Regions from separate parts of the Hordeum vulgare genome. Here region 2 is linked to region 1. A link is a contact called in public Hi-C data. All regions are on one chromosome and are shown on one strand. The core of a region is the stretch at or near the end of the contact, and the rest is flanking DNA. Distances in the headings are between cores, read along the strand shown.

Region 1 (5,406 bases), core at 138-2,637:
TACACAAATGGCCGCCAATGATTAGCCGGTCATCGCAGGCAGCAGGGCATCGGCCGCACGCCATCCATCCATCCGTAGCCCGATGTGCTGGCTCTGAATTATTGACCCGCGGGATGCTTCCATTCCCTGCGTCTTCAGTAATAATCAAACACAGGCCGATCTTATCCCTAATTCTCCCAATAATGCTGCCCGCGCGATAAGCATCCAAGCCGAACAAATTTCAAGACTCAAGAGGCTGCGCTCGCTCAAAACCAAGGAATGAATGAATTATAGATTAGCGCTTGCACCGGACGGACTGGGACGTGTTTGGACGTGCCGTTCCTGACATTGGCAGCCAGCATCTGGGAGCACGCGTGGGCCCGCGCCGAACGGGACGGGACGGGCCACTGCTCTGCTCGTGAGATCGATCGGGAGAGAGAACAGTATTGTCGTCGCTTCTGCTCGCTATCTAAAAGAAAAGGAAACACAAGAAAAAAAAGAGGAGGAGAAGGATTTGTTGTTATTACTCATGGCTTGGCTTGGCTTGGCCCGTTTGGGTCCTGCATTTGGTTAGCTAGTGCAGCAGTGCGGTGCCTGCCTGCCTGGCTGGCTGGCATGCATTGTGCATCGCAGCTCACTGGCAGCTGCGATGCAGAATTATTGGCTGGTGGCTCCGCTTGAATCGCACGCAGCCGTGCACTGCCGTTGTTATTCGTGGTACGTAGGGCGTACGAGTCCGTGCTACCGGACAAGGATGCTTGCGCTTTTGTTGCCTTCGGGTACGTGGTTTGGTTTCACTTGGCTTTGCCTATATAGGTTCCTTCCACGCGTGACACATCGCCCGCCCGCCCCGCCCTGCCTAATCTAATCTAATCTCATCTAATGTCATGAGCAATTGTAATGAAAATCCTAGTAGAAAAACTGAGCTTCCGTACTCTTCCGTCCAAAAGTGCCAAGATCACATGCTGATTAAGGCTCGCTCGCTGGCAGACAGAGTCAAAAGCCCGCTCCGCTCTGCTGGATCTTTTTTGATGATGCCGTGTCAAAATTCCCCCACAGATCGTCGTTCTTTTGCACGCGTCCTGATTTTTTTGATCTAACGACAGAACAACGACCTGTAATAAACGTAATAAAGTAGTGAAAGGCAGCGGAAGCACGATCTGTCCGTGCTGTAAAAAATTGCAGCGCCACAGTAGAGTACTGACATGTGGGACCGCGAAGAGATGGCGCGCGGCATGGGAGGCAAATGATGATTCATCTCGCGTGTCGGCGGGATCGTCTGGTGGGAGGGGGGAGATATTTCTCTTCCGCGAACGAACGAGCGCGGCCTTTTGGGAGGGCGAGGAGCAAAACTGTAGTACGAGGCATGCACGGACCATCCAAAATCGACCCGTCACGCTCGCTGATCCGATCAAAGGATGACGAAGCCGTGGACGGGGTTCATCACATGTGCTTAATTTATGGGCGTATGTGAGCGCGCACCGGGCGAAAGTCAGCAGCGCGGAGCGCGGCGAGTGGCAGGGGACCAGCGCCGCCCGCGGCCAACGGGTGGCGCAGGGCGCGCGGGCGTCGCGCAGCCACCCAACGCGGCACGCCATACGTACGTGCCGTTGCTGTCGGGGTTGTTTGATGTCAACTCTCCCGCGACCCTCTCCCTGCGGACACCACTCGACGGTCATTGCTCGCTGGCCTGCCTGGCCACGCCGTGCTGGTAATTCGGGTGAATACTCCCGCAGAATGCAGCGCCGCCGGCGCAGCGGCAGGCTACACGGACGCGGATTTGATGAACAGCAAATTCAGAAATATGTTAGAAATATCAAAAAAATATGGATTTATTTTTATAATACGCATAGTCAATTTGTATACTCGTGTATGAAGTTTCATGAAGAAATCACATCCGTGTTAAACTCAGCAAAAGAAAACGAAGTTGTATTAAAAACAATGTTTAATGAAATGTACGGTAAAAGAATCTACATCCGGAACCTGCTAATATGGGCCCTTCTACGCTCGCGGACGCCCGGAAGTGTTCGAATACACTGACCAGTCACATCTTAAATAATGCGTTTTACAACCGGGCATCTCAAATTTCATATCTTAAATTCATATAATTCGTGCAACTACTACATTAATCCATTACACACATCGTTCGACTACTCCATCACTATTAACATGCCGTCAGACTATTAAAATTTGGTATGTTTGGCTATGATGGAGATCATCCACGGGTGCCATTGCCCTTCCCACAGCTCTTGTCATCCTTCTCGTCGAAGTACCGATCGAAGATGCAGTACACATCGAGACGGATCTGCTCCTCGTCGGAGCTGTCCTTGTCGTCGCTCAACTCCTCCTCCTTCGATAGTAGTCCGACCATTTCACGGACCGCCCGATTTTGCTCTCGAGCGAAGACGCACGTGTACTGTCCTCGGAATGATCCCGACAATAGTACCATGGGTACGAACTAAGGGACGAAGTCTAGCTTGACACAGTGGATGCACTCGGATTTACGAGTTGAGGCCTTACTCGAAAGTGGTAATAGCCCTACGTCTCGAGCCCTGAGGGTGATGTTTTCTTATGGAGGGTGTAAAAGATTACAAGTGCTGAACCCTTGAGCCGGTGCCCGGGAGTGTCTTATATAGTGGTTGCCACGACCGGCCGAACACCATTACAAGACAATAAATGGTAATAAAGAAGGAAGTTACTAGAAACGACAGCTTTAACTCTTGGTGTTACTCGTAACGTGAATCTTCACTGCACTTCATGTGGTGGATTAAGTCCTTAGCCGTTGCCACCTCCTCAGTGCCTTCACCTTGTTGTAGTCCGAGTGGCATGCCTCATCCGACTGGCGCAAAGGGGGTCCGAGTGACTCCAGGCAGACCGAGTGGCGGTTGCTGAACCGAGTGAGGTCGAGGTTGTCTTGGCGACTTTAAGGACACTCATGTCCATAGAGGGGGTCCTAGATAGGCCCAAGGAAATAGGTCCGTAGGCCTACCCCTAATGTATAACCCATCAATAGCCCCCCATTTGGTTGAGGTTTTGCAGACCGAGTGAATGACTCCCCTCGATGTCCTTGGAGGTCTTAGGGTTGCGGCTCGGGCCGCGTCATTCGGACTCTTCGCAAACCTCCACGGATTCAAGAGTGACGAATTCCGACTGACCAGTCATACGGGTACGACTGCAATTGGCGATGACAAAATATCTTTCGAGAAGATAGATTCAATGAATTGGCATACGGGATTTCGGAACTCCGTGTTGTCAATCGGCGAGTGGGGACGAACCCCTGCCTGTATAGAGGGAAGGACGATCGGGTCGTCCTCATTGGTTTCCCGAGTGATTGGGGTCCCGGAAGGGGACGAGCGAAAAGATCATTCGACTCACCTCGTCACACGTTGTGGATACGGAATCCATTTGGGACATGAGGTGGGGCTGATTTTTCGCGATTTTTGAATCAAAGGAGTGCGCGCGGGCAGCAATTTTGGCGGAGACGTGCGTAGTTGAAGTAGTGGGGCGACGCCCCGATTTCCGTACATGTGATGTCGTAGTCACGTTACAGTGCGCGGGATCTCCGGGATACTTTAGATCCTCCCTGAAGGAGGCCTTAGCTCAGCTGGTCGTGATGGTTGTGTGGTTGAAGGAGGCTTACGACGCGAGTGAAGCTGTGGCAAAGAACGTCCAGGTGAGTCCTTTATGCACAAACTTGCTTTTGAATCTGGTCCTTGGAAGGAACCCGAGTGGGCATGCCCACGGGCACACCCACTAGGTGATAGTGGGGGCGCGCTGAGCGCACCCACTTGGTGTAGTCCCCGAGGCTACCGTCGATTGGGTCAGTCGGCGGTAGTCTTTTTCTATGTATGTTTGACATAATCTAGTATGGTGCGGAGCCCTTTTCTTTTTTCTATCCTTCGAGCGGGGGCGCACTGAGCGCACCCAATGGTTGTAGCCCCCGAGGCTCAATACACAACGAGTTGCATATTGACGAAATTTCACATTCGAATCACTTAGTTCACTCTCATTTCGGTACATGACAATATTAAATGTTATTAACATGACAAGAGGTGAATCATAAATAAACTATTTATCTAGGCATTTTAAATGAGGTCGGAAATAACTTATAGCATGTCCAAAATGACCCCATATGATAATGTCGAAATCGGTCCATATTTGAACTAAACATGTATTATAATTATTAAAAAGGGAAAACAAATTGCACCATGTGATTCTACACGTCATTCTAGGCAATTTACATATATAGATCATTTAAAATGGAGCTACGGTCTAAAATATATGACCAACACAAGATGATATGTCATGAACATATAATGTATGCAAATGACAACCACAAGCATGTTGAAACGTGGATGCAACAAGATATTATGAAACTGCATAAAATTCTAGGCAAGTTTCACATATGGCATGCTCAAAACGGAGCAACGGTACAACAAATGCAACCGATACAAGTTATAGTGATAATGTGCCCAAAACAGCGACATGGCATTTGTCACACATCAAAACAACAAACTACCTGAATCTAAAATGAAAAAACAAGACATCGAGCACTAGTTTACATGATGCACAACAATTTATCTCATAACAGCAAATCGAATAGAATCATGGATCACTAGGAGATGAGCTCACACGACGGCTACTTGAACACGATTTCACACTTAGTGAAAATAATAGTTTTTAATGTGGCAGTTTTATTCTGAAGGCATATTGACAACATGAAAAATACATGATACGGGGCATATAATGGCATGAAAATTTACAGCATGATAGTGTTGGGGAACGTTGCATGGGAAACAAAAAGTTTACTACGCACACGCAATACCTATCCATAGTGATTATCATCTACGAGAGGGGAGAGTGAATCTACATACCCTTGTAGATTGCTAAGCAGAAGCATATATAACACAGTTGATGTAGTGGAACATCTTCGCGATCCAACTCGCAGCCGGTCCCGTGATCTCATCGCGATCCGTCCCGCGATCCCATCCCGATCTAGCCTAACGGACGACACCTCCGAGTCAGCACACGTACAACTCGATGACGATCACCGCCTTCTTGATCCAGAAAGAGGGGTGGAGAGGTAGATGAGTTCTCCAGCACGGTGGCGTGGTGGTGGTGGTGGTGAACTAATCCAGCAGGACTTCACCAAGCAATGCAGGAGGAAGGTGAGGGGAGGCTGGCTTGGGCCCTCCTACAAGGAGCGCTTTGGCCGAAGCAAAGGGGGAAGAGTCCTCCCCAAACTAGGACTCCTTCCCCCACAAGGGAGGTTGAGTCTTGGGAGGACTCCTTACCTTTTAGTCTCCTCCCTTCCAATTTCGCATGGGCCTCCTTAGGGGCTGGTCGGCTAGCCCACCAGGGGCTGGTGCGCCACCCCTTAGACCCATGTGGCCCTTGGGGTGAGTGGGCCCCTCCCGGTGGATCCTC
Region 2 (5,999 bases), core at 1,633-4,132, 170 kb before region 1:
CTCACGTCGAACAAAGCCACATGACCTTTCGAGGGATTATCCCCGAAAGAGAGGTTCAATGCACATGACGAGTTTATCTCGACGTGGTATTCCGTACCCATGAGAACTAGAGATCCGAAGAACTTGTATTCAACATTGTACCCTTTCATAAGGGTTATCACGCTCTTTTGGGACGTGAGGCCTTCACCAAATTCCATGTCATACCGCATTACAACTTAGGACTTTGTTTTTAAATTCGTTAAAATTTTTGAACTCGTGAATAATTTTTGAAACACATGAACACTTCTTCAAATGTGAAAAATGACAATTTTTCTGAATTGGCAATCATGTTTATTAATTCATGAAATTTTATTAAATTCATGAATAAAAGTAAATTTCTTCATTTTCTAAATGTGGATCATTTTTCAAATTCATAAATAATTTAAATTTTGGGATCTTTTGCCTACTAGTGATATATTTTTTGAAATCTAGGAACATGTTCTACATTTGTGAATATTTTATATAATCGTATAACATATTCTTAAAACCATGAAAAGTTCTTGAAATCATAACAACTAAAGAGGCAAAAACAGAAAACCTAATAAATAGTATGAAAAAGAAAAGAAGAAAGAGAAAGGAAAAGAAAAGCTCAAGGTTGCGCATAGACCAGGCTGTAGGCCTCGAAGCTCTCATCCAGTTGGGCTCTTTGATGATTTGAGTACCCGAAGCATCGTGGTGGGAGCTTCTACCTCCTGCTCGTTGCAGGAGGGACGAGCTGCGGCGCAAACGGGCTCGCCCCAACAGGGCCGACCCAGCTTATTGTTTTCTCAAAAAATATATTGTTTTTTTCTGTTTCTTTTTCCCTTTTCTGCTTATTTCCTTTATTTTTTTCTTTTTTGGATAGGTTTTTTCTTTTTTTCGTTCCTTTCGTATTTGTAGCAAAAACATTTCTCAAATTTGAAGTAGAATTTTGAAAAATTGTGTACAAATTTAGAAATGCAAACAATTTTCTAAAGCATGAACTTTTTTTGAATCTTGAGAATAAAATTTTGCGAATAAGAATAATTTTGACAAAATCCAGAACAAATTAAAAATTGCGATCAAATTATTAAAGCACAAACATTTTTCGAATTTTGAGAATAAATTTTGAAACCGAGAACAATTTTGAAAAATCGTGAACAAATTTAGAAGCGCAAATAATTTTTTAAAGCAGGCTCATTTTTTGAATCTTGAGAACAAAGATTTGAAAAGGAGAACAATTTTCGAAAACCCCGAACAAATTTGAAAGGGCGAACAAATTTCTAAAGAACGAACAATTTTGTAATTTTGATAACAAATTTTGACACCGAGAACAATTTTAAAAAATCATGAACAATTTTTGAAAGCACGAACATTTTTTGAATCTTGAGAACAAATTTTGAACCATAGAACAATTTTGGAAACTCGAACAATTTTATAAAGTACGCACATATTTTGAATCTTGAGAACAACATTTTGAAATGGAGATTTTTTTTAAAAAACCCTGAATAAATTTGGAAGTGGGAATAATTTTTTAAAACACAAATAGTTTTTGAATATTGAGAACAATTTCTGAAACTGAGAACAATTTGAAAATTCTTGAACAAATTTGAAAGTGCGAACAATTTTCTGAAGCATGAATATTTTTTTAGTCTAGAACAAAGTTTAAAAAAACTCAAACAAATTTGATTAGGCGAACAATTTTTAGAAAAAATGAATATTTGTTGAATCTTAAGATCAAATTTTTGAAACCAAGAACAAATTTGAATCTTAAGAACAATTTTGAAAACAAGAACAATTTTTGGAAAATGTAGAACATTCCTTAAAATCGAGAATATTTTTTTGAAAATCCAAAAACATTTTTAAAAATCCAAAACATTTTGTGAAACTGAAAACAAAAAAAACAGATTATTTTTTAAAAAAATGGAAAAGAAAAAAAAACGGTTTTGGGAACTTTCTAGAAGCTTCCCAAAACCTGAAAAAATCGACTCGGAACCTCTAGAAGGTTTCCAAAACCGGGGCGTTCCAGCCCGCCAACCCCCTCCCACTCCCGCTCTATGCGAAACCCCGATACCGCTTCGCACGTAGTGGTGAATACGGTTTTTCCCACCGTAGTTGCCAGTTGAGGGGAACTCCTACCAGCCGCTCGCTGCCACAGGGGGGCGCTCACACGCAGAGGGGGCGCCCGACTGGCCCGGTCCAGTATTTTTATCTACAAAAATCGTATAATTTCCCTTTTTCCCTTTTTGTTTTCTGTTTCTTATTTGTTTTCTGCTCATTTTTTTTTGTTTTTTGGCTCGTTTTTCTTACCGTTTTTGTTTTTTTATCAAAACAAACAAACGTTTAATTTCTTAATATTTTTTGTAAACATGAATGTTTTTTAAATTAAAGAACAAATTTGAAAGCACGAACAATTTTTTAAAGCGCGAATATTTTTGAATTGTCAGAACAAATTTTAAAACCAAGAACAATTTTGAAAAGTACTGAACAGATTTGGGACCGTGAACAATCTTTCGAACAAAATTTTGAAAAAGGAAACAATTTTCGAAAATCCCGAATAAATTTTGAACAAATTTTGAAACCAAGAATAATTTTTTAAAGTATTTTTTGTTTAAACCCAAAGCATTTTTTGAAAACCAAAAACATTTTTTTGAAAATCCAAAATATTTTTTGAGACAGAAACAGAAAGAAAAAATTAATAAAAAAAATTAAAATAAAAATAAACGGTTGAGAGAACCTTCTAATTTTTTTCCAAAACCGAAAAAAACAGTCTGGAAAACTTCCCAAAACCGGGTGATTCAACCCAGCTAAATAGACCAGCCCATTTGAAATCGATCCCCTCCTGCTTTGTGCGAAGCCAGGACACCGTGTGAGGTCGCTCGAAGCTACTATATACCACTCTGTGCGACAGAATGTCGACCGCCTGCACATGCGGGTCTCCCGACTAAGACAGCCAATGTGACTAGCGTACAAAATAGAAACCATAGCTTAGTTCAAAAGACAAAACAGAAACAGAAGTTGTTGCACTTGAAAAAGAGAATGTACTCCAAAAGGAGTGAACCCGAAACCCGAGCCGTTTTTAAAATTCTGATGCAACACATTATTTTGAGAGAAAAAATGATTCTTGTATGAAACTGCGAACACTTTCAGAAATAGATAATAAAATTTGTAAAACCACAAACATTTCGAAAAATGCAAACAACTTTTGCAAATGGAACATATTTTTAACGCCCCCCGGCGCAATTTAAAAAAACAATTACATTGTTTTTGAAAACTGGACTTTTTTGAAATTGTAAAACAAATATTGGAGGCTTGAAAATTTTACAAAAAAAATGGGAACAATATTTAAAAATAAAAACAATTTTTGAAGCTTCCAATCAAAAGTTTAAAACATGAACAATTTCTAAAATTTGCAAACGTTTTTTTGAAATTACCAAACAAAATTTGGCGGATAAACATATTTTGGAAATTACGATAAATTTTTTCGAAACTCGTGAAGAAAATTTGAAAGTATGAACATTTTTGGAAAATTTATGAATGAATTTAGAAACGGAAACATTTTCCGAAACTCCAGAACAAAATATGAAAGCGCAAACATTTTTTGTACTTGTGAACATTTTTTGATAGGAGAACATTGAAAATGTAAGACCATTTTTCAAGTTTGTGAAAACAATAAACAAATCAGCTTTTGAAAATATGAATTTTTTTTGAATGGTTGAACGAATTTGAAATACTCAGGAACAGGAAAGAGAAGAAAAAGGAATTTTATAAATGAAATAGAAAAAATGAAATAAAAAGGGAGAAAAACAGAAAAAGAAAAAACCTAACAGAATAAATGGAAAAGAAATAGAAAGAGAAAAGAAACAGAAAAAAGCAATGACACCCGGATCAAGAACATTTAGAAAGTTTACAAAACCGGTTAGAGCATCTATTACCGAACTTTGTAAATTCAACCCCTCAAACGTTTGCGGAAGCACCGGTCAATGACCGGGCTTGACCGTTTTCAACCCCTATGTTTATATCTGTGCAGTTGCATCTTTCGTGATTTTTCTTATACGTCCGATCACTTGCATATGATTGATGAATAAGAAAAGGGAGAAAGAAATGAATAAAGAAAGAAAGAAAAAAGATGGTCCGGGATGGGCTGGCGCGCTACGTGACGGACTGATCGAACGTGCGCGGGCGCGTCCGCAAGTACTCATATTGTTTCCATATTTGAGATGAATATGAGGGATGCCGGTCAATCTAAACGTTTCATATGGGTATGAAGAAGTCGGTTCGATCGATTTTTTTATAACCGATCAGAGATCTAACGTGTCACCCGGACGTTTGAGCCGGGTTTAAGCGGTCCAGGTGTAGATGTCCTTAGAGCCTTCTAAAACGGTTCCAAACCGGACACTATAGTGACTGAGTCATCTTATAATTCGGTCATGGTCGCTCGTCGAATCAAGAACTTGAGATAACGGGACAAGCAAAAAACCACGCTCGCACGCGGTGTTGCCGTGTTGGAGGGATGTTGTGGGACAAGAAAAATAAACCATATACTCGTGGAGGTGGCGCAACGCAACAGTGATAATATCTTCGAGCTGTTTGCTGAAATGACGCGGCAGGACGAGCAAAAATCAATCCGCCAATGCTCCCGGAATACAAACAATGCATTATGCCATCATTATCAGGCACATGTACTGCGGTCTGCGAGAGCATACTACCATGCCCAAACGCTGACTTGCTGGCCTGAACATCAATTATCCCGCTTTCAATAGAGCAATACTCGTGTAGTTGTGTGGTACGCCAATCACACACCCGCGCACTGTTTGACACATGCTCATCAACATCCTGTGTGATGGATCCCTGTGCAGCGGGGTGCCACAAACCGCTCAAACTTTCGAGCAGGCGCTCGGTTAGTGATAAAAAAACCCGTAGAAGGACGTCTCACCGACCTCAAATGACGACTGAGTTGATCGGTATACCTCATATACAACCTAAATATAATGAGAAATATGAGAGGCCAGACGCGTCCACCTTATTGGATGCGGCCCACGTTGACCAACCCTCATTTTAAATATATTCTTTCCCATCCGATTGTTGAACTAAACCCTAACCACTCCACTTCACTCCCCTCCCCTCCGCCTTCAAGCTCATTTTCAGTGATCTCCCCTTTCTCCGGCATGGCGGGGTGCGGATCCGGGTCTTCCGTCACTGATCTACGAACCGCGACCTCATCCGAGTGAGGCCGGAGGGAGGAGATGCTCATTCGCTTGGCCGAGCACGTTCCCCATGCCAACACACCGGAGATCGACTGTGCAAAAATTCTAGAAGATAGTGTGACTAATTTTTGATGTTAAACGAGATGCTGGCTCAGATCGAGACTATGTACACTACAGGTGACCCATCCTCGATCTATGCCCAGATCGGTCTTGAGGCAGGACACGGGGAATTTTACGTCCCACCGACCATCCACTTGATAGCCACTATCGAAGACTTAACCGATATGCTGGAATCCTCGAAAGAAGTCGAGGCCATAAATGAAGATGTCGACGCCACTGCACCTACCACCACTGGACGGTGGATAGCCACCTCTACTTATGATGCCTAACGATAAGGGTGATGGCACCACAAGGAAGAACGACGAGGAGCTACCCAAGCGTCACGACAACACAAATGATCCAAGAGGCACAAGGGTATAGGAAGCAACACATGCATCAGAGTAACCGACACCACGAACAATCCGGAAGACCCCACTGCCCCTGCTGCCCCTGAACAACAGCTTGATGATTCGGAGGGGTGCGAGGGTCGGGATAATACCGAGGACCTCAATGACTCCAAAGACAGGAACTATCTCCCTCCCTCTAAAGAGGAGGATAACCTTGGAGACAAGGACTTCATTGTCCCTGAAGACCCGTTGGATCAAGAGCGGTTCAAGCGAGAGCTCATAGCCACCGCCTGAAGCCTCAAGATGAAATAAAACCATATCAAAGCCGAACAAGACACCCTTAATAACA

Evidence for each region. A called contact is a pair of places that touch in the nucleus more often than the background predicts.
Region 2: a contact with region 1 is called in a Hi-C map of leaf, with 9 times the contacts expected there. The contact joins two enhancer-like sites. A contact is called at or near these places in 3 of 6 Hi-C or Micro-C datasets (leaf and seedling).

Annotation. Positions count from the first base shown.
Region 1 is chr4H:477,133,077-477,138,482 of MorexV3_pseudomolecules_assembly, reverse strand. No RefSeq gene overlaps it. Among protein-coding and RNA genes, the nearest start is that of LOC123449024, 290 kb to the right of the region's middle. Within about 2 kb of position 1,387, at least 3 of the 3 cell types and tissues checked have open chromatin away from gene starts, as enhancers often do. A contact at or near this core is called in leaf and seedling, where this site is marked.
Region 2 is chr4H:477,305,379-477,311,377 of MorexV3_pseudomolecules_assembly, reverse strand. No RefSeq gene overlaps it. Among protein-coding and RNA genes, the nearest start is that of LOC123449025, 140 kb to the left of the region's middle. Within about 2 kb of position 2,882, at least 3 of the 3 cell types and tissues checked have open chromatin away from gene starts, as enhancers often do. A contact at or near this core is called in leaf and seedling, where this site is marked.